Linked DNA regions of Mus musculus: regions 1, 3, 4, 5, 6 and 7 are each linked to region 2. A link is a contact called in public HiChIP or PLAC-seq and promoter capture Hi-C data. All regions are on one chromosome and are shown on one strand. The core of a region is the stretch at or near the end of the contact, and the rest is flanking DNA. Distances in the headings are between cores, read along the strand shown.

The links. Promoter capture Hi-C pulls out the DNA fragments that hold promoters and counts their contacts. HiChIP or PLAC-seq counts read pairs in DNA pulled down with a chosen protein or histone mark.
Region 1: an H3K27ac HiChIP or PLAC-seq map of SST interneurons shows a contact between it and region 2, with 5 times the contacts expected there. The contact joins the enhancer-like site here to the promoter of Plxna2 in region 2. A contact is called at or near these places in 4 of 39 promoter capture datasets (the 3T3-L1 cell line, the C10 cell line, hippocampal neurons and 1 more) and 9 of 115 datasets of contacts at active chromatin or transcription factors (SST interneurons, astrocytes, differentiating embryonic stem cells and 6 more).
Region 3: a FOXA1 HiChIP or PLAC-seq map of pancreatic cancer cells shows a contact between it and region 2. The contact joins the enhancer-like site here to the promoter of Plxna2 in region 2. A contact is called at or near these places in 3 of 39 promoter capture datasets (the 3T3-L1 cell line, cranial neural crest and hippocampal neurons), 2 of 484 Hi-C or Micro-C datasets (muscle stem cells and uterus) and 9 of 115 datasets of contacts at active chromatin or transcription factors (astrocytes, embryonic basal ganglia, embryonic forebrain and 6 more).
Region 4: an H3K4me3 HiChIP or PLAC-seq map of forebrain shows a contact between it and region 2, with 8 times the contacts expected there. The contact joins the enhancer-like site here to the promoter of Plxna2 in region 2. A contact is called at or near these places in 1 of 484 Hi-C or Micro-C datasets (cerebral cortex) and 13 of 115 datasets of contacts at active chromatin or transcription factors (SST interneurons, VIP interneurons, astrocytes and 9 more).
Region 5: an H3K4me3 HiChIP or PLAC-seq map of embryonic basal ganglia shows a contact between it and region 2, with 4 times the contacts expected there. The contact joins the enhancer-like site here to the promoter of Plxna2 in region 2. A contact is called at or near these places in 5 of 39 promoter capture datasets (frontonasal cranial neural crest, hippocampal neurons, liver and 1 more), 1 of 484 Hi-C or Micro-C datasets (cerebellar granule neurons) and 7 of 115 datasets of contacts at active chromatin or transcription factors (astrocytes, embryonic basal ganglia, embryonic forebrain and 4 more).
Region 6: a promoter capture Hi-C map of liver shows a contact between it and region 2, with 2.8 times the contacts expected there. The contact joins the enhancer-like site here to the promoter of Plxna2 in region 2. A contact is called at or near these places in 3 of 39 promoter capture datasets (the C10 cell line, hippocampal neurons and liver), 1 of 484 Hi-C or Micro-C datasets (cerebral cortex) and 6 of 115 datasets of contacts at active chromatin or transcription factors (embryonic forebrain, embryonic hindbrain, embryonic limb bud and 3 more).
Region 7: a contact with region 2 is called in an H3K4me3 HiChIP or PLAC-seq map of embryonic basal ganglia, with 9 times the contacts expected there. The contact joins the enhancer-like site here to the promoter of Plxna2 in region 2. A contact is called at or near these places in 12 of 39 promoter capture datasets (the 3T3-L1 cell line, the HPC-7 cell line, cranial neural crest and 6 more), 2 of 484 Hi-C or Micro-C datasets (cerebral cortex and forebrain), 14 of 115 datasets of contacts at active chromatin or transcription factors (VIP interneurons, craniofacial prominence, differentiating embryonic stem cells and 9 more) and 2 of 9 other capture datasets (embryonic stem cells and pancreatic islet).

The regions. Positions count from the first base shown.
Region 1 is chr1:193,628,574-193,631,718 of GRCm38.p6, reverse strand. No RefSeq gene overlaps it. Among named protein-coding and RNA genes, the nearest start is that of Gm31870, 25 kb to the left of the region's middle. Within about 2 kb of position 1,613, at least 4 of the 459 cell types and tissues checked have an H3K27ac peak or open chromatin away from gene starts, as enhancers often do.
Region 2 is chr1:194,618,473-194,621,521 of GRCm38.p6, reverse strand. It overlaps Plxna2 (plexin A2), which reads right to left and starts at 1,693. Exons shown (of 32, transcript NM_008882.2): 1 at 1,125-1,693.
Region 3 is chr1:193,869,284-193,872,232 of GRCm38.p6, reverse strand. No RefSeq gene overlaps it. Among named protein-coding and RNA genes, the nearest start is that of Gm31870, 220 kb to the right of the region's middle. Within about 2 kb of position 1,327, at least 27 of the 459 cell types and tissues checked have an H3K27ac peak or open chromatin away from gene starts, as enhancers often do. A contact at or near this core is called in muscle stem cells and pancreatic cancer cells, where this site is marked.
Region 4 is chr1:193,750,543-193,753,830 of GRCm38.p6, reverse strand. No RefSeq gene overlaps it. Among named protein-coding and RNA genes, the nearest start is that of Gm31870, 97 kb to the right of the region's middle. Within about 2 kb of position 1,835, at least 24 of the 459 cell types and tissues checked have an H3K27ac peak or open chromatin away from gene starts, as enhancers often do. A contact at or near this core is called in SST interneurons and forebrain, where this site is marked.
Region 5 is chr1:193,789,473-193,792,391 of GRCm38.p6, reverse strand. No RefSeq gene overlaps it. Among named protein-coding and RNA genes, the nearest start is that of Gm31870, 140 kb to the right of the region's middle. Within about 2 kb of position 1,596, at least 2 of the 459 cell types and tissues checked have an H3K27ac peak or open chromatin away from gene starts, as enhancers often do. A contact at or near this core is called in embryonic basal ganglia, where this site is marked.
Region 6 is chr1:193,932,262-193,935,418 of GRCm38.p6, reverse strand. No RefSeq gene overlaps it. Among named protein-coding and RNA genes, the nearest start is that of Gm31870, 280 kb to the right of the region's middle. Within about 2 kb of position 1,313, at least 11 of the 459 cell types and tissues checked have an H3K27ac peak or open chromatin away from gene starts, as enhancers often do. A contact at or near this core is called in liver, where this site is marked.
Region 7 is chr1:193,670,256-193,673,301 of GRCm38.p6, reverse strand. All of the region lies in intron 1 of Gm31870 (a long non-coding RNA gene), which reads right to left. Among named protein-coding and RNA genes, the nearest start is that of Gm31870, 16 kb to the right of the region's middle. Within about 2 kb of position 1,416, at least 21 of the 459 cell types and tissues checked have an H3K27ac peak or open chromatin away from gene starts, as enhancers often do. A contact at or near this core is called in embryonic basal ganglia, forebrain and hippocampal neurons, where this site is marked.

The DNA of each region.
Region 1 (3,145 bases), core at 364-2,863, 990 kb after region 2:
TGTCCAATGGGCCTCTCTTTCCAGTGATGGCCGACTAGGCTATCTTTTGATACATATGCAGCTAGAGTCAAGAGCTCCGGGGTACTGGTTAGTTCATAATGTTGAACCTACAGGGTTGCAGATTCTTGAGTGTTGGGTAGTACAGAATTTTTTCTTTAGGGTTTTTCACTGTTCCATCCATACACTGATAACATTCTACTGTAGCTACAAAGCATTAAGTACCATCCCAAATGTATATCCTCAATCTCAAGCTATACTTGAACTCTGGACTTACACCCACATCTAACTTCTCCATGAAGCCTCTACCAAGACAGTTCACAGGCATCTCATACTTAGTGTGAGTTCCTGACAGCTTGACACCAAGCCTCCTCCTCCTCCTTGGACTCTCCCTTTCTGTATTTTTAAGTCAAGCTAAATTATTCAATTCATTTTCCATGCCCCCTTACCCTCTCTGTGACATCCCAATAGTGGGTCTATCAGAAATACTGAATTCAGCAGGTCATGCATTTGCTTGTACTGTCTGTGCACTCCATTAGGATACAGTTCAGCAAGGCAAGAGTCATTGTCCTCATCCCCACATTCCTCCGCATCCTTGGCATTTGGAAAATGGCAGGTACTCAACAAAAATTTGCTGAACCAAATTCAAACAAAATTTTTTTAAAAAACAAAAAGGGAAAAAAAGGAATGCACGGGATCTCGGTTCTACCTGCTAGATAAATAAGCTTAGAGAGTATTTGCTCTCACTGAAGAGTGAATGCAGCTTTTCATAACCATAGAAATATGCCTGAGGCAACTAACTGCACTGAGTGTACAGAAAGGCTTGCTTAGCTCACACAAAGTAAGTGCAGATCTGACACTGGACAGTCACATTGTTTTGGCTTCTGGGGAGGGTGGTGGGTACACAAAAGATTCGAGATCACCTTTCAAACTGAAGCAGAGAGACTGTGAGGGGTGGAGTCCCATGAGCTCCTCAGGGGCATACCACCAAAAGCCTAAGTCCACCCACTAGCCACATCTCTGAAAGATTCTGCCTCATTTCTGCTACATTTAGACTCCAGATACAGTCCTTTGGGGACAATAAAAGTACAGTCAAAAGCCAGAGTAATAGGTAACAATGTTGTTTTCTGAAGTCAAGCATTTGATACTTCTATGAGAAATTTATATTCTTCGACCCCATGAAGACAGAAAATATATCAAAAGCATCCTGTCGAGCATGGAAAACTTGTGAGTGGACAATCTTCTCTGACTGAATATTTGGATCAAATTCTCCCATCTGCTACAAAATAAAATACAGACACAAACTTCCCCCTAAGGAAGAATGGTAAAGGACAAACCAAGAAACTGGGACACACAGTTCTATCTGCAAATCTCCTTCCATGTATATATTAAATGGCACTATTTGAAGAGATAAGAACTATTTATAAAAGCAATTTTGTGCCTTTCCTATAGCATATGAACTTAAATTATGTCAAGTATGGTATGTAGAAGATTAAATGTAGCATTAGAGCTGGAGTATAGGTATTGAGGATCTAGTCAGTGGTAGAATGCCTCACAGAGGCAAAGCTCAGGGTCTAGTCCCCAGAACTGGGGATAAAAATAACCTGAGTACAACCAACTGTCCCAGACGAGATACCAGAAGTAACTGCTGGAATGTGGCCAGGTTATTTCAACTCTTGGTCTAGGGGAGAGTTTCTGATTGCAGCAACTTCTGGGATAATGCTTTCATGACCCTACAGTACTCACACAAATTTACTGGTCATCCCACTTTACCAAAGAAGAAGGTGGCAGTCTCTTTCCCGCACTTAGGTTCTTTGAAAGGAAGAGAGAATCATAATTGCACACATAGATAATATTGCCATCTTAGGCTCTGTGTGGAATCACATCTGAGACATTTATGGTCTCCCTCAGAGTGATTCAAGAGGCAAGTTTAACAATAAATGTCAACTCCTGTTACCTGGAGTGCTGTACACAGATCACACAAAAGTGGAAAGGCACCATGCTTCAGGAATAAAGTGAATTCTACACACACTGAGAAAACCAGAAGCTCAACAGGTTCTCTAGACCCTGCTTTATACTTCAGTCTTTGTGTTTGAATTCAAACTGGTCAAAACTATCTGAACTCATGGAGACCAAAAGCACCTAAGCAATTAAACCAGAAGGTGAAATGTGCTGGTGCCTAGGATATGTGTGTAAGTTCAAGGTCCTCTGAGATGCAGTCATCGAGACTAGATAAAACATGACAAAGAAGCTCTGTCAGTGGAAATGCCTAGGTGGGGAAGACAACAGGGAAGGCAGAGTACTGTCAGACTTCAGGAAGAATCTGAGATATGCACATGTGTAAACACACGTGCACACATATAGGAAAGTTGGTTAGAAGGATCTTGAGACACCATGAAATCCCAGGATGGTATAGCAGGGCCTCAGGGGTCATGAAGACAAAACCAGAAGTTGTTCTCTCCCAGAGGTAACAGATGGGCACCACTATCAGATATGTGGCCCTAGCATGAATGGAGCAATGGGTTCAGCAACTGGTGTCCTTAGTTAACCTTCCTCCCTGGATCTGAGGTGTGCAAGGGACATCTCCTCAACTGGCTCACTATAGCTTCCAAACAGTGTCAATATAGTTAGTAAGGCATGTCTCCAAAGTACATAACAGTACTCTTTACACCTTTTAAACAAGAAATTAACAATCCCCAAAGAGCTAATTAGTGGTGATTCAGAAAACAACTGTCCTACCTTCTGGCTGTAGAGTCTGCTTTTCTCCTCTTAAGGAGCAACATATCTCAGAACCAGAGTCAAGCAGCACTAAACCCTCAAATTCTGAGCATCAGAGGAAAGCTCTAGCTTGATCCTATGAAAAGTCATCACCAGTCCTCAAACAGGCACTAAATGCATTTCCAAGGGCTATCTTATTATTAATACTAAACATATCCCTTAGTTAAAAGGTAGGAAATGTCTGAAGGGTAGAGCTAGTAAGGTTCAGCCAGTTCCAATGCCCTGATCATGATAAATGCCAGGTGCTAATGCCTGGGGAATGAGAATACACCCCCAGAAGAGTATGTACAGAAAGTCTTCCAGGTTGGTGACCCCCAAATTAAAAGAGAACAGAAGAGGTCAGCTGTTTCTTCGATAAACAGGGCCAATG
Region 2 (3,049 bases), core at 444-2,943:
AGATACTCAACTGTACAGACCTGGTCCACTGCAAGGATGGCTGTGTCTCAAAATGTCTAATCCCCCACAGATGGCCTTCAGAGACATCTGGTAGCCTCACTCCCCAAAGCCATCCACCTCTGTCTGTTGTGCATATGAGTGGCTAGAGAGTTAATCTGTCTGTGATCTTGGATCTTCACTGAACATTCTTGCCCTCAACAACTACTCTCCTTTCCAGATGGTAGGGACTGACCTGTTCTCCCAAGTTGCACCCCCTCCCTCCCCCCAGCTTTTTCTCCCTCTTATCTCTACTTGAGCTATTTGAAGAGATAGCCCTTCCTAGGGCAAGGGTCATGTTAAACAGGTGGGCATTTTTGAGGGCCCTAGGAATGACATTTTCAGCTTTTGACATACAGCTCAAGATGAACATTTACGAAGACTACCTATGAGTAAAAGAAACTGGAATTTTCTAAGATCCTATCACTTCGTGAGGTAGGGCAAAAAAGAGTACATGGAGGGAAATGAGCTTTAAGGAGCCTCTTGGACTCTGGACAAACTCCCACTTCAACCAGCACCACTGTTGCTCAAACCAAGGGGGCTGGCCCCAGCTGGGCACTATGCCATGGGGGATGGGGACAGGAACACTTAACTACAGTGCTTCCAAACCGTTCTCACAGATTCCCGGAACGCACGCAAAGGATGCCTTCTCCTTCCCGGTGATTCCCAGTCTACTGAACCACTGGAACAGCCAGCGGCCACCCGGGACTACACTGCCTGGTGAACGCCCCCCAACCGGCCTCCGGCCATAGTCGCTCCAGGCTATCTTGCTAGTGCCACGGAGGCCCTCTCTGGGCTCCAACCCTGGGACGACCTCGTCGCTCAGGCGCTCCCCAGAGCTGCAGACAGCCGGCAGGTGCGCGCTATAAGCGCGCCACGGAGCGCCGGAACCACCAGAGCCGCTGGAGTCTATGGCCCGGAAGCCTGGACAGGAGACTGCAGCTGCGAAAGTGGCGGATCACGCGCGTATACTCGCCGCCACAACCAAGCCGGGGCCGGGGCCGGGACCCCAAGGGGACCTGAGGAGGCTGCGCCGGAGGAACCGCCGCGGGAGCGCGCTCGGGGAAAGGGCGGAGGGCGCTGCTTACCCAGCTCGGCAGTGTCTGTCTGTCCCTGCGTCCCCTCTTCGTCCGCTCAACTGGCGGTTGCCCAGGGCAGCGTGCGCCCAGTCCTGCCTGACGGGAGTCACACTGGCAGCCAGTTCCACATGTAACCCAGGATCATTAAAATCCTCGGCCCGCGCCGGCCGCTTGCCTGTATTCCTGGGGTGGCCCCCGAATGGTTCCTCGCGTCTTCGTCCCAGTCGCTTGTGCGCAGGGACCCGGTTGTGAAGGGGCGTGGGGTCCCGCAGGGTCCCTCCGGGGCGGCTCAAAGCCGGGTGTCTTCAGTTTTCTCCAGCACGACTTTCCGGGCTGCTCTGACATCAGCGATCCCGCGCTTCCTTCCCTTCTGCTCCTGGCTTGCTCGGCCCTATTTCCTCCAGGAACCGCTGCCAGCTCTGTCTGCGACCGGGCCCATAAGCTCCCCGCGGCTCCACGGCTCACGGGTCCACCAGATCTGATCGCTCGTCTTCAGCTGAAGGATCCCAGCAGCTGCTCCAGCCGCCCCCACTCGGCTCTGCGCGGACAGTGCTGCGCGCAGCGCGGCTCAGCTCAGCTCCGGTGGCGGCGCCCTCAGCCGGCCTCCTATATTACCGCTCAGCTCATTATCATAGAGGCCGCGTTAACCCCCTCCCCGCCCACGCGCCCCGCCCGCGCAGACCGAATACCCTAGCTGGTCCACCCAAGAACCCGGCAGAGCTACGGCTCTGCAGGCGTTCTGCTCGCTCAGTTTGGACCACCAGACACTGTCAGTAGTCAAGGGCCCAGAAAGGTTGTACCAGGGTCTAGGGACTCATGTCTTGGGGCCTGGTAAGCCAGCTGGCTAGGCTTCGGGAGGGGATCAGAGTGATGAGAGCACCCCATCCCCTCGCGTGGCGTCACCTGTCACCAAGCAAAGCCTCCCCTCCTTTCTCTTCACCTGTGAGCTAGGGGTGAGTGTGGAGGGACATATATTACTGATGGGCTTGAGATGGGGTGTCGGATTTCGGAACAGCAAATTTCTCTACCCTACAAATTCTAGAAAGCCAACGAGCTGTCAAAAGAGGTTTGAAGTTGTTGATAATTATTTCTACATTTTAAAGAGGAGTCTGGCTTTGCATCTCCGGTTTCCTGTTCCATTGGAAAAGGAGGTAGGGGCTGACTCGGGTGGGTGCTGTGGAAACCATAGTACCAGGAGCGTTTGCATTATCCAGACCCGCGAGCCCGCCTCGTACTGGAGGCAGAGGGTAATGGCTAGAAGATTAAGACAACTTTAATATCCCCAGAAAAGAGGATTTTTCAGTCCTGGTTGCTTCCGCGCTCACGGGTCTTGATTCCTTGGTTCGTAGTCTGTGAATCTGCAACTGCGGCTACGGCTTTCCCGCGAGGGCCTGTGCAAGCTATACCCCTGCAAGGTCTCAGGGTCTTCGAATTCCCCGATGGAGATTGAACACACCGAGTTTACTCAACACATCAAAGTGTCTGACAAATGTCCCCTACTGCCCTCTTGTGGCCATACTCTTCACCGGTATAAAAAGAAAGAGGGATGTGGGATGCTTCTGAAAGCATATAAAAACAGTTGACTGAATTCTCAGTAGGAGAGAGAGAGAGAGAGAGAGAGAGAGAGAGAGAGAGAGAGAGAGAGGAAGAAGAAGAAGAAGAAGAAGAAAGAGGAGGAGGAGGAGAAGAGAAGAGAAGAGAAGAGAAGAGAAGAGAAGAGAAGAGAAGAGAAGAGAAGAGAAGAGAAGAGAAGATCACTTTCATCAACTATATTAGAGACACGGGATTTTGGGATGTAGAGTTGGCTGTTTGGTAGTTTGGTTGGTTTGGTTTTCTTCACTATGTATCTCTGGCTGTCCTGGAACTCCTTACTACAAACCATAGTGGCTAAGACCTCACAAAAATGTGCTTGCCTCTGCCTCCCAAGTGCTAGA
Region 3 (2,949 bases), core at 78-2,577, 750 kb after region 2:
AATTAGAATACTTGACGACCCCAGCCCTGCTGAGGTCAATGACTTTAGAACACTATGACAGAGTAACACGTGTGCTGGTTTTATTTTTGCTGGGTTGCAGGCAGGGCCTGTGGATTGTGGGTAGAGTTTGCTGCCTTACTTGATCAGTTGTGGAATAAAGTCTTCATAGACTGGAGAAGTCTATGAGCATACTAAACACAAAGACAAAAACTGGAAGCTCTTATCCAGAAGGAAAGCATTCTCTTCTGCCTACATTGAACTTTTGTAAACTGCCTGATCTTTGCCCAGCCTGCCTTTCTTACCTGTGAGGGGTATGGAGCTGCTATTTGGAATCTGTCAAAGCTGTAGCGAATATGGAGGGCAGCATAGCAAGGTCAGGGAGAAAGAATCTAACATTTGACAGAGGCTGACCCCCGAGTATAGAGCAAATCATTTGGCTACTAGCTCAGAATGCATTTTAAAAATACAACAAATACAGGTTTGGGGGAGTAAAATATAATGGTCATCGACTCACTTCTGTTAATGTTTGCAGAAACGGGTATCACACCTGTCGGTAAAATGTATGCTGAAAAGGTGCTGAAGAGATTATTAGCACACCAAGAATTTTCACACCCAGACTGGAGATTGGGAAAGGAGAAGTAACAAGATTTAGGGAGGAAATTTGGAATAAGAGGCTGAGTGAGACAAGATCAAAGATGTTTTGTGAACACAAGTAAGTCACACAGAACCAGCGGGAAACTATTCCCAGTGATATTTGGGGATATTTGTTTGTGATTATCCTATCTTTTAAAGAAAGATTTCCTATTCACAGCTGCCACCATTTTATTAGGATACCCCAAAACTTGAAACTTCCTGATATCTGAATTAGTCTTTTTCTGATTACACACACACACACACACACTCCCCAAGTCTTGCGATTTACTTGACTTAGCTCCCAGTTTTAAATGCTCAGGCATGATGTCAAAATTAGTTTAGCGTGACCTCAAGGCATGGAAAAAAACAAAACAAAACAAAACAAAACAAACAAACAAAAAAAAAAAAACCCCAGAAAGGTAAAGAGTGTCTACAGTGTATCCTGAAGACAGCCTTCACAATGACCTAAAGGCTTCCCACTAGATCCTACTTCTTAAAGATACTCCCATCCCTTTAGCACTGCCTTGCAGGGAAACAAGTTCCCAACACATACAAGTTTGGGAAGAGTGAAATCTGATCCAAACCACAGAAAAGACAACATCTTAGCCAAGTTTACTCCACTGTTGCCAGCTGGTCTCCCTGACCTGGTTTTATACTCTTTGCCCTGTGTTGCTCCTGCTTTGGTATGAAATATGTCTGACTCATCATATCACGGGGCACTTGGGAATTCAGGCCTCCATGCGTGTCACTGTTGAGATGTGTCAATATAAACAAAAGAATAGGAATAGCCAAGAGCTAATAAAATGATTTTTTGGTTCTCTAATGATAGCAATTAAGTCAGAAGGATTGCTTCAAAGCACCTTAAAATTCCTAAAGGACGGGGGCTGGTGAAATGGCTCAGTGGGTAAGAGTACCCGACTGCTCTTCCGAAGGTCCGAAGTTCAAATCCCAGCAACCACATGGTGGCTCACAACCATCCGTAACAAGATCTGACACCCTCTTCTGGAGTGTCTGAAGACAGCTACAGTGTACTTACATATAATAAATAAAAAAAAAAAAAATTCCTAAAGGACAAAATTGCTCTGCCCCAAAGGCTGTGAAGTAAGATGAGCAGTTGCCTAACTTTGAAAAACATGCTACTCGCATTAGGAAACACTAGTCTTCCTTCTTCCTGCTGCCCTTGGAGTCAAGGAAAGGACACTTTGCTTGCTGAGGAAAATACTAAGCAGGTGAAACAGGTGATCCAGCAGGTCTTCCACAGTGGTAACTATACATCATCTAAATTTTCTAGAGCAGTAAAGTAGACTAACGGAAGATAAAGGGGTAAGGGAGAGTAATGGGCTATGTCAAGATATGCTCAAAATCTATTATATACTTGTATGTAACCCAATATAATACACAGTGACAAATAGAGCAGCGTGGTTAAAGGGCATGTTGTCTAACCTTCTGTGATACCTGGGTCTCTGTCTGTGGCTTCTTACTCATGTTACTGTACTATGTGCAAGTCTGGAAGACACAGAGTGCATATCAGTGCACACACTGCTAGTGGTGTTTGATGTCTGCCACTTTAGGAACCAGGAAATAGCCATGCAATGATCGTCAATTAATTTCTTTAAATCACTTTTTATCAGCAGACGAATCTTTGCAGGTCTATAAACTGCTACCACTTTAGGCAAAGGTAGTTCTAATTCTCCATTATTTTGCTGTAATAGACCTAGTGATAGCATTTACCCTACCAAGGGGCACCTTTTCTGCAGCCTAGCTCTGCACATGGAGAAATAGGCATTATAAAGCCACTCTGATCTGGCTCTGCTCTGTCCATCCATATATAGAGCCTTTGGTGCATTTAAATTGCTTTTTGCAGCAGTTGAAGGGATCAATAGCTCTTAGACTCTTTAAGGAACGAATAATATACAAGATGGACATTTTAAGCTCTTTAGAAAATATATTCATGAGGTCATCCTGTTTCCCTTGGTACCCAACTTTGCTAGTGACATTTATTAATGTTTTTGCAGCAAACAGGAGGTGGAGTCCTCTAAAGGCTCTCGTCTCTGTTCTTCCAGAAAATATTGATTTTATTACAAGAATTGGGGGTTGGGCAGTGTTAGAAAAAAATAGATGCTCAAAGAAAAAAAAAGAAATCTTACAAAGGATAACTTAGCTCAAAGCTGGCTTGACAAAGTAACATTCTCTAAATTGCTTTGTACCACTTGATAGAGACAATTTCTTCTGATTTTCCCTTTGAACAATTTCATACCCTTTATGAGAACTTGCTTTAAGAATGTTATGTTCCTAATGGTAATACAGGACTTTCCA
Region 4 (3,288 bases), core at 586-3,085, 870 kb after region 2:
GGCATCAGATTACATTACAAATGGTTGTAAGCCACAATGTAGTTGCTAGAAACTGAACTTAGGACCTCTGGAAAAGCAGTCAGTGTTATTAACCACTGAGCCATCTCCCCAGACCCCTGCATTGTGTTTTAAAACTGTGAAATCTACGCTCTGAAAATTTTGAAAGGCTAGTTCAAAATTGTCTATCCCAAGCACACTGTCACAGAATTGATCTAGTAGTATGTCACCTTGCATACCTGAGTCTATGTGTACTGAGCAGAGAAGTTCTATGTCCCTTCACCCTAGGCCCTGTAAGCCAACCATCTAATTTCTGATTTTATGTGTCTAATGAGGTTGGATGTCTTACATAAGTAGAATTATTCAGTATACTCTTGTGACATGTGATCATCCATGTAGCTTCACATGACAAGATTTCCTGAATATGCCTATGCATATGTGTACATTTACATATGCATATTTATGTATGAATATGTATGTGTGTGATATAGATCATATATTATGTATCATAGATATCACATATATGTCATATTACATCATACATATACGGCATTTAAGTTGCTCCCATGGCGCATTACTTACTTTTCATGCTATGAGCAGAATGCCCAACAGAAATAGCATAAGAAAGGAGATGCTTGCTCTGACTTACCATGGCAGAGGCGCAGTCTGTCTAAGTCAATTCTATTGCTATGAAGAGATTCCATGACCACAGTGACTCTTACAAAAGAAAGCATTTAATCCGGCCTGGCTTACACTCAGAGGTTTAGTCCATTATTGTCATGATGAGAAGCATGGCAGTACACAGGCAAACCTGGTGCTGGAGAAACAGCAGAGATTTCTGCATCTCAGAAGGCAGTGTGGGGAGGGAGAGGCCCTGGGCTTGGCTTGAGTATTTGAAACCTCAAAGCCCAGGCCCCAGTAACACACTTCCTCCAAAAAGCCACACCTACTCCAGCAAGGCCATGCCTCCTCCAACAAGGCCACACCCATATCCGTGCCACTCCCTGGTGACCAAGAATTCAAATCTATGAGTCTATCGGGGTCATTCTTATACAAACCACCACACAGCCCATCATGGTGGAAAGACATGGGAGTTCATGTGGAGCTCATGGTTGAGGAGCAGCTCTGTGCAGCAGAGGTTTATTCACTTGACACCAAGCAGGAAAGAGAGACAGAAAGACAGAACCAGAGGTAGACAAAACCTCAAAGGCCTACCCCTAGTAACCTGTCTCCACAAGTTTCAAAGGTTCCTAATTCTTTAGAATAGTGCCACAAGTTGGGGACCAAGTACTCATACAATTAGCATGTGGGGAACATTTCACAATCAAACTATAATATTCTACCTAACTCCCAAAGGCGCATGGCCATCCTATAATACAAAACAAATTTAGTCTAAAACCAAAAGTCCTAAGTGTCTCAGCAGTGTTCAAAAACAGTGTCTCCACTGGGACTAAAAGCAATCTTTTCACTGTGAGCCTCTAGGAAGTCAGAAAGTTACATACTTCCAATATATAATGGCACAGAGTCGAGTCGTGTCGCAATTACCATCCCAAGAGGAAGGAGTAGGAGGGATAGCAAGGAAAGACTGAACTTATCAAGGCAAACAATTCTATAGCCCAGCCCCCGTGGACTTGCCATTTGCAGCACATGTGGCTTCTCCCTGGGTGCCTGCAGGATACCACAGAAGGTATCACATGCTGCTGGCATCTCCAACATCCAAGGGTACAATCATAACTTGGATTTCATCCCAGGCACTTCCTGCAGGGAATTCAACCCTACTGCACTTTCTTTAGAACCTTCCTGAGTCCTGCATTATGTATGCATGCCCTCACCAGCAGCACCGTGTGGACAAACCCCCCTTTCTGCTGTCAGCTTGAGCTGTCGCTAGGTTCCCTTGGACTACAGCTGCAGCTGAATCCAGAAAAATACTTCCTTATATGGCTCCGTGCCTCTCTGCCATCAAACAGCCCAGCTTCTCTCTCAGTATGCTCCTTGGTTGATTCATGTGGTCTGGGTTAGGGGTCGTGAGACTGAATATAAAGGGAAAATGAAGAGGACGTGGGCTAAGGAAAGAGTCCTACACCGTAGAGTCTGGCTGAAGTCTCTCAACAGCTGAAAGTTATGAATTCCAACACAATTGCTAAAATTTGCTTTGAGGCTGTCTGCATAGAGAAATGTCTTGAGAATGAGTGATAAACTAGCATGGAATTGAGTATGCTGAGGATATATATATATATTTATGTATATATATATATATATATATATATATATATATATATATATATATATATATGCCTTTCAAGCATGGCCTATCTTCTTTTCCAGCTCTAAACATGCAGTTTTCTGAGAATCTCACAAATAAGACTATGCTCTTCACTTACAGTTTTAAAGAAGCCTTAGCTTACTTGTGAGTCCTTGTATTCTATGGTTTTACCAAATAAAAATGGGGGTATAAGGAGATTCTTTAGAAACCCTTTGAGCAAAGTAACTTCAGAAGCCACAAAATCCAAACATGGTGTCCTGGTTTGCTTTCTGTTGCTGTGATAGAACCCTGATCAAAACCAACTGGGGCAGGCAAGCATGGGTTCATTTTCCACTTTGCAGACTACAGTCTGTAGTAAAGAGACGTCAGAGCAGGAAGCTGGAGGCAGGAACTGAAGCAGAAACCATAGAGAAATGCTACTTTCTGGCCTGCTTCCCAGGACATACTCAGCCTTTCTTACACAACTCATTGCTACCTCAGGAATGGCACCACCCACAGTGGGTTGGACTCTCTCCATATAGATCATTAGGAGGCCCCACTTTCAGGTGATTCTAGCTTCTGTCGAGTTAACAGAAGGATTAATCAGCACAGATGGCAATGGCTACGACTTTTCAGCGTGTCTCTCTTTTGAGAAGCCCACACCCACACTTGGGTAGGTACTGTCTTTTGCTAGGTACCTCCTGCTATTAATGCCGATGGATAAATCCATGTAAAAGTCTCTTCATCACAACCTTAAAACCTATTTTATACTGTCTCATCCTGGAATTGTCTTCTGCAGTGATTCAAGAATCCAGCTTTGCCTGAGAGAGCTAGAACTTCTCACACATTAGATATAGCAGCCAGCATGGAGCTAAGCCTCCATGACCACTCCTACTGCCACTGACAGCAGCTTAGAAGCTTCAAAAAAATGACAGATGAGGAACTGTGTCCTAAGAATGACATTTGATCCACAGTCAAATTGTCCCTCACCCCTTGCTACTCACTCCACCAGCTGCAAAGAGGCAGCAATAATAGGCTCTGTGATTATT
Region 5 (2,919 bases), core at 347-2,846, 830 kb after region 2:
TTTTACAGTCCAGTCATTATCCCCCTCCTGCTCTGCCCTCCGACAGTTCCTCATCCCATTCCTCCTCTCCTGTCTCCAAGAGGATGCCCCTACCTCCCACCCCACCCGACCCCACCAGGCCTCCTCACTCCCTGGGGCCTCAAGTCTCTCAAGGGTTAGGTGCCTCTTCTCTCACTAAGGCCAGACCAGGCAATTCTCTGCTGTAAAAGTGTCAGAAGCCTCGTATCAGCTGGTATATGCTGCCTGGTTGGTGGCTCAGTGTTTGAGAGCTATCAGGAGTCCAGGTTAGTTGAGACTGCTGGTCTTCCTATGGGAATGTTTTCCAAACTTCCACAACCTTAACTTCAGCCACACATCTCTAATCTTAAGCATCAAACATTTTCAGCTGCTTACATTCCCAGAAGTCACCATTTTGCTATATGTGGTAGTTTTTGGAACTTGTCTTCTCTGGCTAAAATGCCATCCACTGGGAAAGTCCCACACCTTCCACCATCTCTGGCTTTCCTGATCTCACTTGCTCTCTGTAGTTTTTCCTCTTTATGGAAGGAGTTCACAATCCTCTGTAGCCTGCCCATATTTGAGTGCCCCATTCTTGCACGGTTCTTGGCATGTATCAAGGCTTTAAAACATTGCAGTCTTGAAGTAAACACCACATTATCTGAAATGCTATTTTGCATGGGACCATATTATCTTAGTCTGTTATTCCTCTCTGTCTAGGCTTCTTGCGCGCGCTCGACTGGCCAGGAAGAACGACGCTGCAACAGGATCCTTCTGCACACGTTTATTGGGAGAGCTTGATTGTAGAGGCGAAAAGACCCCGAGCCCAGAACTGGTGCTGCTTATATAGGCCTAGGAGAGGCGTGTCTCACATCTGATTGGTTAACTTGTCTCTCTTCTTGGCAAAAGAACCTTCACTGCCTATGTATGTGTGATGGCCAGCAGTAGCCAACTGCCACTCTGCAACGGCTTCCCACATAGGCTTCTCAACAAATTGCCCATACTTTGGAGACAGAAGGGACCTGGGTTTCCTTTTGTGTCTCTTCTAGCACTGCATCTTTGCTGGATAGTTAGGTATCTGCTGTAGTTTTCGATGTACAAGAAGGTAGAGACAGGTTTGCTTCCAGAAGAGAGTAGATCCCTAGTTTCCTGTCCTGAAAGAGGACAGTGGCCCTTCTAAACTCGGGAGAATTATACAAGGGTGACCATATCCCCGTCCTTGCCAGAGGACCTGAAAAACATTGGAATCCATGCGCATCAGGAAGAAAGACCAAGTTCTACATTCAGTTCAGTAGCTGTGCGGTTTTCCTAGCTGCTTCATCGAGGCCATTGTGCTGGCCCCTGTGGAAAGGTCATCAGCTTTCAGCAATTGCATATATTTTGCAAGTGCTAATAGTGGTGGAAAAAAGAAAGCAAAAATGGGAAAAGAAAAACAAAGAAAAGTGTGGGGGTGCTGGTTTGAGGGGATTTTATCTAATTTCATTTTAATTAGATCCTTTTTCTAACTGAGTTTCTAATTTTTCAATTAGCAATTAGCAGCTGCAGCTCATTCTGAGAGGCACGAGGTGCCAGAGACACTAATTACACCACAGGAGGAGGAGGAGGCTGGAAATGAGAAATAAAATTATCCATGAATGTTATTAGAAGAAAGGAATGATTACTCTCTGTAATAATATACTGATGTGAGCCTAATTAGATTGAAGGGTTCAGAGGGAAAAGATGAGATTTAAAAGTGGATCACATTTAGATGCCTTGAGCTCATAAATTTGCGATGAATATTGCCTTTGGGTGTCTCACTTGAAAACAGGTTTGTGAGCCCGGTGATGTTTATGTCAGGTTGTTCAGCTTGACCCCTGTCCCTAGCAGCTGATAGCAAAAACATCAGTGACTTCTGAAATACCAATACACTTTCTGTAAGGCATGTGTCTGATATTTAAAAACAAACATTCACATGCACAGACATAAACAAACAGTAAAAATAATACTTAGGCACCCAGAGGTACAGAGCAAAAAATGGCACCATTGATATTGGAAGCCAGGGTGGAATTTTAGCAATGAAACCAAATGTTGCATAGCTTTGCAATCCGTCTGTTCCATTCGTCCCCTCCCTTCTGTGAGTCTTGAGCCTGTGGTCAGGTTTTCTAGGAAGAGAGGACCTGTGCTGATGACTCTTCCACACTGGAGGCTACTCCAGTGAAGAGTGTAGCTATTAATACAGCTGCCCTGGAGACAATATGTGTTCTCAAAGAAGGGGGACTCAGGACATCCAAATATGGAATCCATCCTCAAGAGCCATTCTTTATCAGTTGGTAGACTGGTCTCTTAGATTTCTAGAGACTAGGATTGTGGTTGACTAGGATTATAGTGGCCCCTGGCAATGTTAAGGCCTCTAGGATATTCTCAGGACCTTGGTAGGACAGTAATAATGGTCCTCACTCCTTCCTGGCACTGGAATAATTAGAAGCCTTTGAAGAGAGGCAGAAAATGCCTCTCAAGATCCCCTCCAAGAAGCCTTACTCTCTGGACTCCAGAATGCCCTGATCTGTCAGCTCTGCCTTTTTCCTTCTTTTAGCCATTTTAAGTGATGCATTATGTATCAGACTCTGATCTGTGATGAGTCTCTAATTCTACCTGACCCCCTCCCCACTGCCCCTACTCTCATTCTCATCCTATGTGCTTCTGGGCACTCAAATTCAATCAGAACCTCTGCCTAAGACTCCTCTCAGCACTTCCCCGCTCGGACCGTTCCCTGTGCATATACTCCTTCTTGTTTGCCTTGGCTTCCTATCTAGTCCTCCCCCAAACCCCAACAAAGGTCTTTGCACAGGTACTTCAACCTCTGTCTTTCTGCAGAGTTAACTGGACTATCATTCCTGCTAGAACTAGTTCTCACTTGTGCTTGATTTGGAAGAAAGGCCAAGC
Region 6 (3,157 bases), core at 64-2,563, 690 kb after region 2:
AACCTATTGCCATGACAGAGAATAAATCACACACTGAGGTTTAAGTCTGGCATCTGAATTCCAACTATTGAATTGGGCACATTTTCACCAGATAGCTTTGCAAGGGGCCTATGGTGTCAACTACCAGGGTCAAACTGTTAACCAGATAGAAATTACCTTTCTGAAGTGGTTTTAAGCATAGACCTCAAGAGGATATCTCTATATATAGTCTTTAGTACGATGAATATTAATTGGCCATATTCTGGTGTCTAAAACTCTGAACGAAATGTGGGAGTCCATCTGTGGGAGTGAAGTTAGCCTGCATCATCTCTTCCACACAAGGTGAACCAGTCTTCATAGCACCTTCACAACTCAGCAACTTTCCTGAGCACTGAACCCACGGAACCAGATCTTGGCTCTGTACTATATATACATCTGTCTTTTTTTTCTATCTAGAGATAAATAAGTAATCCCCTCCAAGTTCAAGTCTTGTGCTATCCTATTTTCAGAAAAATGGACATGAAGTTTTCCTTGATACATGGGTATGAGAGGCCTTATCTGTGTCTCCGGATACATAAAGTGCATGTTGTTCCTTCATTTCTCCACACTATCAGGCCAAACAGGGAAGACATGCTTCCTTACCTCCAGTTTATTGGGCTGAACAGGCTCAGGAGATGACTAGAGAGATACACAATGCATCCAAACTCTACTGGGCTTCATTCAGAGAGATGTCTGCTGACACACACTCTTACCTTTGCTGGATGTACTGCAAAGAGTTTCTGCTTACACAGGAGCATTGGGAAACCCCAAACTCCCTGGACTTGTGGAATTTGCAGTGCAGGCTCCCAGAGTCAGCACTGACCCAAACCTCTTAGCTTATCTGTCTGCTGCCCACATATCTTAGGCAAATAGCCCTGGGGTAGAGGGGAGAACAAACACTGAAGAGAGAAAACAAAGATGCTTAGCACTGTGACTTGGGTGTATTAAGCCAGTTAATCTTACACAGGCAAAGACTGAGGAGCCTGAGCAGAGGTGGGGGTAGTGTGGGGAAAGTCACACAGGCCAGGCACCATACGAGGGCTGAGCTCTAATTTAGCTAGAACAGCTAATGATTTTAATGATTTGTTGTGATCTCAAAACAACAGTTAAACGATAAATCCACACCATTCAGGCTTTTATGATGCTTGGCTTCATTTAGTAAATAGTGTGGGTTGGGGGCTTAGGTTGAACATTTGAGATTATTTTGTTGTAAAGACACCCACATTTAAATAATAAAAAACCAAGCGCCAGGTCCCCAGGAGCAACTGGCTCCCAAACCCTGTGAAGGTGAAATGGAAAGACGTCCTTGAAAACAACCCAAAGGTTTGCTCAACTGCCTCTGCTGTGTGTTCTGGGCAGAAAGCAAACAAGCACAGAAAATTGAAAGTTGATTGTTTTCCATCTTAGTTTGAGGCTCCAGTCCAGGGGGAGAATGCAGTTCCTGGTGTTTTGATACTCTGGGGGAAAGTCTGATCATGCCTCTAGATTGAAAAGCCAAAGAAGTTCCCACTGCTGTATACAGAGGCAAGTGTCATGTTTAGAGTTTTCTTCATACAGTAAGGACCCAGAACTGTCAAAATAATGACCAGGAAATTTGACAATCTGGAATCCTCTACTATTAAAGGCTTACATATATCTGTGGCATGTTGAACGCTATGATTTAAATAAAGATTCTTAGACCCTTGATAGAATCATCAACTAAGAACCCAATTTACCCAAACTTTCTTTAATGTTTGTTTGTTTGTTTGTTTGTTTGTTTTTGATTGATACTGGCTTTTTCTGGAAAGACAGCCTACCCTGTGGTAGATTAACTCAGAAAATTCTGGAAAATTTGAGATGCCCATACCCCAGGTGACACTGTCTATAGATAGTGGTTCTATTGTCACTTCCACACCTTTAACCCTTATTCTGCTGACTCTTTCCTTCCTATTCTAAACTTTGAAGTTCATCCCATTAAATCATGTCCTCTCATACTGTCCTCTACAAAGATCAAAATGATGAATTAAGGTTCCTTGTTGCTTGATTTTTAGCCCTTTTAAAGCTCCTGCTCCTTCGTTTGTGTGTAGACTTGCCTGTGGAAACTAGAGGCCAACATCAAGTGTTTTCATCAGTTACAAGCCACTATATTTTAAAAACTAATTTGTCTCAACTGTTTGACCAGTGATCTCTAAGGATTCTCCTGTCTCTACCTCTTCAGCATTGGGATTGTAGGTGTATGCCACTACACACAGCTCCATACACAGTTGCTAGGGATCAAACTCCGGTCCCCATGCTTGTAAGGAAGACACTTTACTGACTGGCCATTTCCCCAGCCCTTTTGTGGTGTCCTCTCCAATACAACCTGTCACAATTCTTCTTGATTTCAGCATGCAGGGAACAGTGTTTTCCATATCCATTTGCTCTTCTCAATATGCCAGTCCTCCCGGGACCCCAAGGTCAATAGCTACATCTCTTCCTTGGTGTAAATGTAAAACATTCTGTAATCCAACAGTACTCTTCTGTCTTTCCAAGACATTCTCAATCGCCACAGCTTCACCAATCCTTCCCTCAAAACTTGCCAAACTACCCTTGAAAGTCTATTGAGCCCATGAACTTCAATATCTTTTACTGTTTTGTGGAATTATTTTCTTAGCATGGGCTTAAATTCCATGATGAACAATTATCATCAGCCCCCTGCAATAGTCTCTGTGCTCTTTTCTCTCCACCATAATCACCCAGCAGAAGTCCATGCAAGCATTTAAATGTTTCTGGGGAAAAGTATCAAATTTTGCTAAATATATTCATGACCATAACTAAGCTCTTGGTTCTCAACACAATTTTCTGCCAAAGTTTTTTTTTTTTTCTTTTTCCCTCTTCTTTCCTAGGTAGCCATTTCATTCTTTGTTGTCTTTTGTGATTTCCATTTTTTCCTCCCCACTTGTCTTTGACAAATGACCTTGGTCTCTTCTCAAAGAAGACACCAGAATGTATCAGAAAAACATTCCCAACCACTTACCTGCACCCACTGTTGCACATGTGGCCTGAGTGAACTGTCCCTGAGCTTGCCAGTCTGCCCCTCCCCACTTGTCTCCTGCAGATCCTCTTAGCTCCCACTTAGATCATCAGATGGCCTCTCATGAGTGATAGCTCCTGAAATGAC
Region 7 (3,046 bases), core at 167-2,666, 950 kb after region 2:
CCTCTCGACCTTTACTCTTGGGTGTCAGTAGCTACTCCTTAAGCTAACACTAATGGTGGCACAATGAGCAGAAGAAGTCATTTTGTTCTAAAATGGAAAATCTGTTATGTTTTTGTCTTAGGTTGCCATTGCATGTGGTACTGTGTTAGTTACATACAGTCATTTTCAGAGAAGCACATGTTGACATTGAGTATATTTTCTCTCTTTGCAGTGTCTTAAGACACTATTTTCCAGGTTAGAATGCATGCATGGCAGATGAGTAGAGTTAAGCACATGCTCTGACCAAATGTAGAGCCAGACAATGCAGCTGGGAGAAACTTCTGTGCCTCTGACTGCCTGGAGCCACACAGGCATCCACCAAACCAGGTCAGAGCGCCTTAGGCACATCGTGTTCAATGCTCGCTCTGTACACCTCAGCAGAGAGCAGGCTTCAAACTCACCTGGCCTCCTTTCCTCCCTGGCTTCAAAACTCCACAGAGACACCATTTAGGTTTTTGGGAGGGGGATGGTTAGGCAGTCTCCTTCTATTTCTCTAAATGTCAAATGAAGTCCAAGAGAAAGCAATTAACAGATGTCTGCCCAGCAGACAATGTGGGAGTTCCAGCAGAAATGAGTGAGGCATCTCTTAGCATATCACAGGGTGGCCCCGTTTACTCCCCATTACCCAGCTAAAAATAGCTATGCTGCTTCCTTAGCCCTCTATCTTCATTAGCATCTGTCCCAACAGGTTAGGTCTCCCCCTTGAAAGCCTTCTTAAACAAGTAGCAAGGGAGGAAAACTAAATTCAGACGCCGCTCCAGTGAGAGTTTCCCCAGAGAAAATGTCTCCTTGCTCCTTGAGATGAACTACCACCAAACAGTCCCAAAGTTTAACCCCAGTCGGCACCCATCGCTGAAAGGAAAACAACCAAATTCTCCTGGGGAAGAGACAGGGATTCTTTAAGTGAAAGATGGTGTGTGATTAGAAACCACAATGTTATTTGCACCATTAAATGAGCAAATCACGAAGCATCTCAAATGATTAATTTCTCACAGGGGCTGTCAGTGGGCTGTCACCAGCTGACAGTCCTGTCACAGTGTCATTTATAATGTCCAAGTCTATTCCCCATCAATGCCATTAAACAATTATACTTGGTTTAGAAAAAGAAGGGGGGAGGATGGGGAGGAGAACACACATGGACAGCCATGTGAGGTGCTGGGGCAATTAGATACTTTGCTGCTGCTGGGTGGCAATTCCAGCCAACAGTTAAATCTTACTTGATTTGTTCATTTAGGCAAATTATCAATTATTTGGAAGCAGCATCAACCTGGGTAATTTCTTTCTCTCCGCTGGCAGCAGTCATCATGGCCTGCCAGGACTGTTATCCTGGGGATGGAGAGACTTTGATAATTAGCCCGCAGCTCTGCTCTGGCTCTCAGACTCCATCTGGTGTTGTCTTCATCAGCGCTGGGCATATGGGTGATGTCATAGCTCTGTGAGCTCTTTTAATAAAGGTTGCTCTTGTAATGAATGAGTGTTCTTTTTCCTCCTTCCTTTTAAATATTTTGGTTCTTCCCTTCTACTTGAAATGTCCTTCTTACTACACTGGGCACCCACTCATGCCACAGGGTCTCCTGTCTCCTTTTATAAAATGAGGCTGTTTTGATGGACATGTTCACCAGATACCAATGTTTAAGTGGTCTTCTCTGATTACCATGTAGCACAGACAGGGATATATGGGAGTGCCAGGATCCAGGTAGCATGGGTGAGAATGCCACCCAAGCTTGTGAGGGCAGAAAAGATAGTTCAGAGATTGTCATTGCTATAGAACTGTCTTCTAGAACAGAGTGCCTGTGGCAAAGACTGGAAAGGATCAGTTTCCTTCGGTGCTGCAGCAAAGCCAGCAAGGCCCTGAGCCATTTATCAGAAAAGATTCTCCTGGAGAATGTGGTCTGAACTGTTGCCATGTAAGTAGTGTCTCCTTGGGTAGATGTGACCCTCTCCTGGCACAATCCAGAAACTAGTGCATAGCTATGCTTGGTTCATTTGTATGATTTTGACTCTTGTTGGCATCTGGGGTAGACATCTGTTGTTTTTGCCTGCCAGTATCTTTCCTAGTCTGAAAATAAGATTCCCATTTTTCTAAGGAGACTTGTTCCTTGCTCAGTCTCAGACTATATTCTTTGAGTAGGCCTGACTCCACTCCCCATACCAAGAGTGTGCATCTAGCTGAGACCCAAGCAGAAACACATCTTGTACCCTGCCATGAAAGTAAATCCAGAAAACTGTTATAATAGAACCCCTTATCCCAAGCCTTTTCTTGACATCAAAAGTTCTGAGTCGGGGAATGTTGGGGACTCTCTTGCAATCTCAAGAGACAAGACTTTGAATGAGGTCCAGACAGATAGGCACTGGGAGTTACCTACATACATTCTCTGGGGTATGTGATAGTTCATTTTGATTGACAACTTGATGGGCTGAGGCACTCCTAGGAAACCCATAGAGCACATTGCTGGGTGTCTTTGTGAAGGTGTTTCTAGAGAGAATTAACTGAGAGAAAACATCTATTCCACGTGGGTGGCACCATCCCACAGTCCGAAGGTGCAAATGGAATCAAAGAGGAAAATAAAATAAAAAGAAAGTGTTCCCCCACTCCCACCTAGCCACCATGATATTAACTACTCTGATCTAACACCCCCGCCCTGCCATATAATAAACTGAAACTCTAAGACAAAACAGATCTTCCTCCCTAAAGTTATTGTACTTGGTGTGAGTTCTCACTGAGAAACTGGGTCATTGTGTTATGCCCAGATTACAGAAACCCCAAAGACCACCGAGGAGCCGATTTGATGCACACAGGGGTCTTTTATCACAAGTTCGAGTAAGGACTCTCCCTGTCTCCAAAGCAATGGAAGCAAAATGAGAGCCTTGAGCTCTGAGGAGGTAAGGTTTTTATATGGGACACAATTTTCCACATTCTGATTGGTTAGTATTTCAAACTTATTTTTCTGGCAGGAACAGAAGGAGACTGTTACAAAGTGGTCACAAAGGTCACCCTTCATGACTG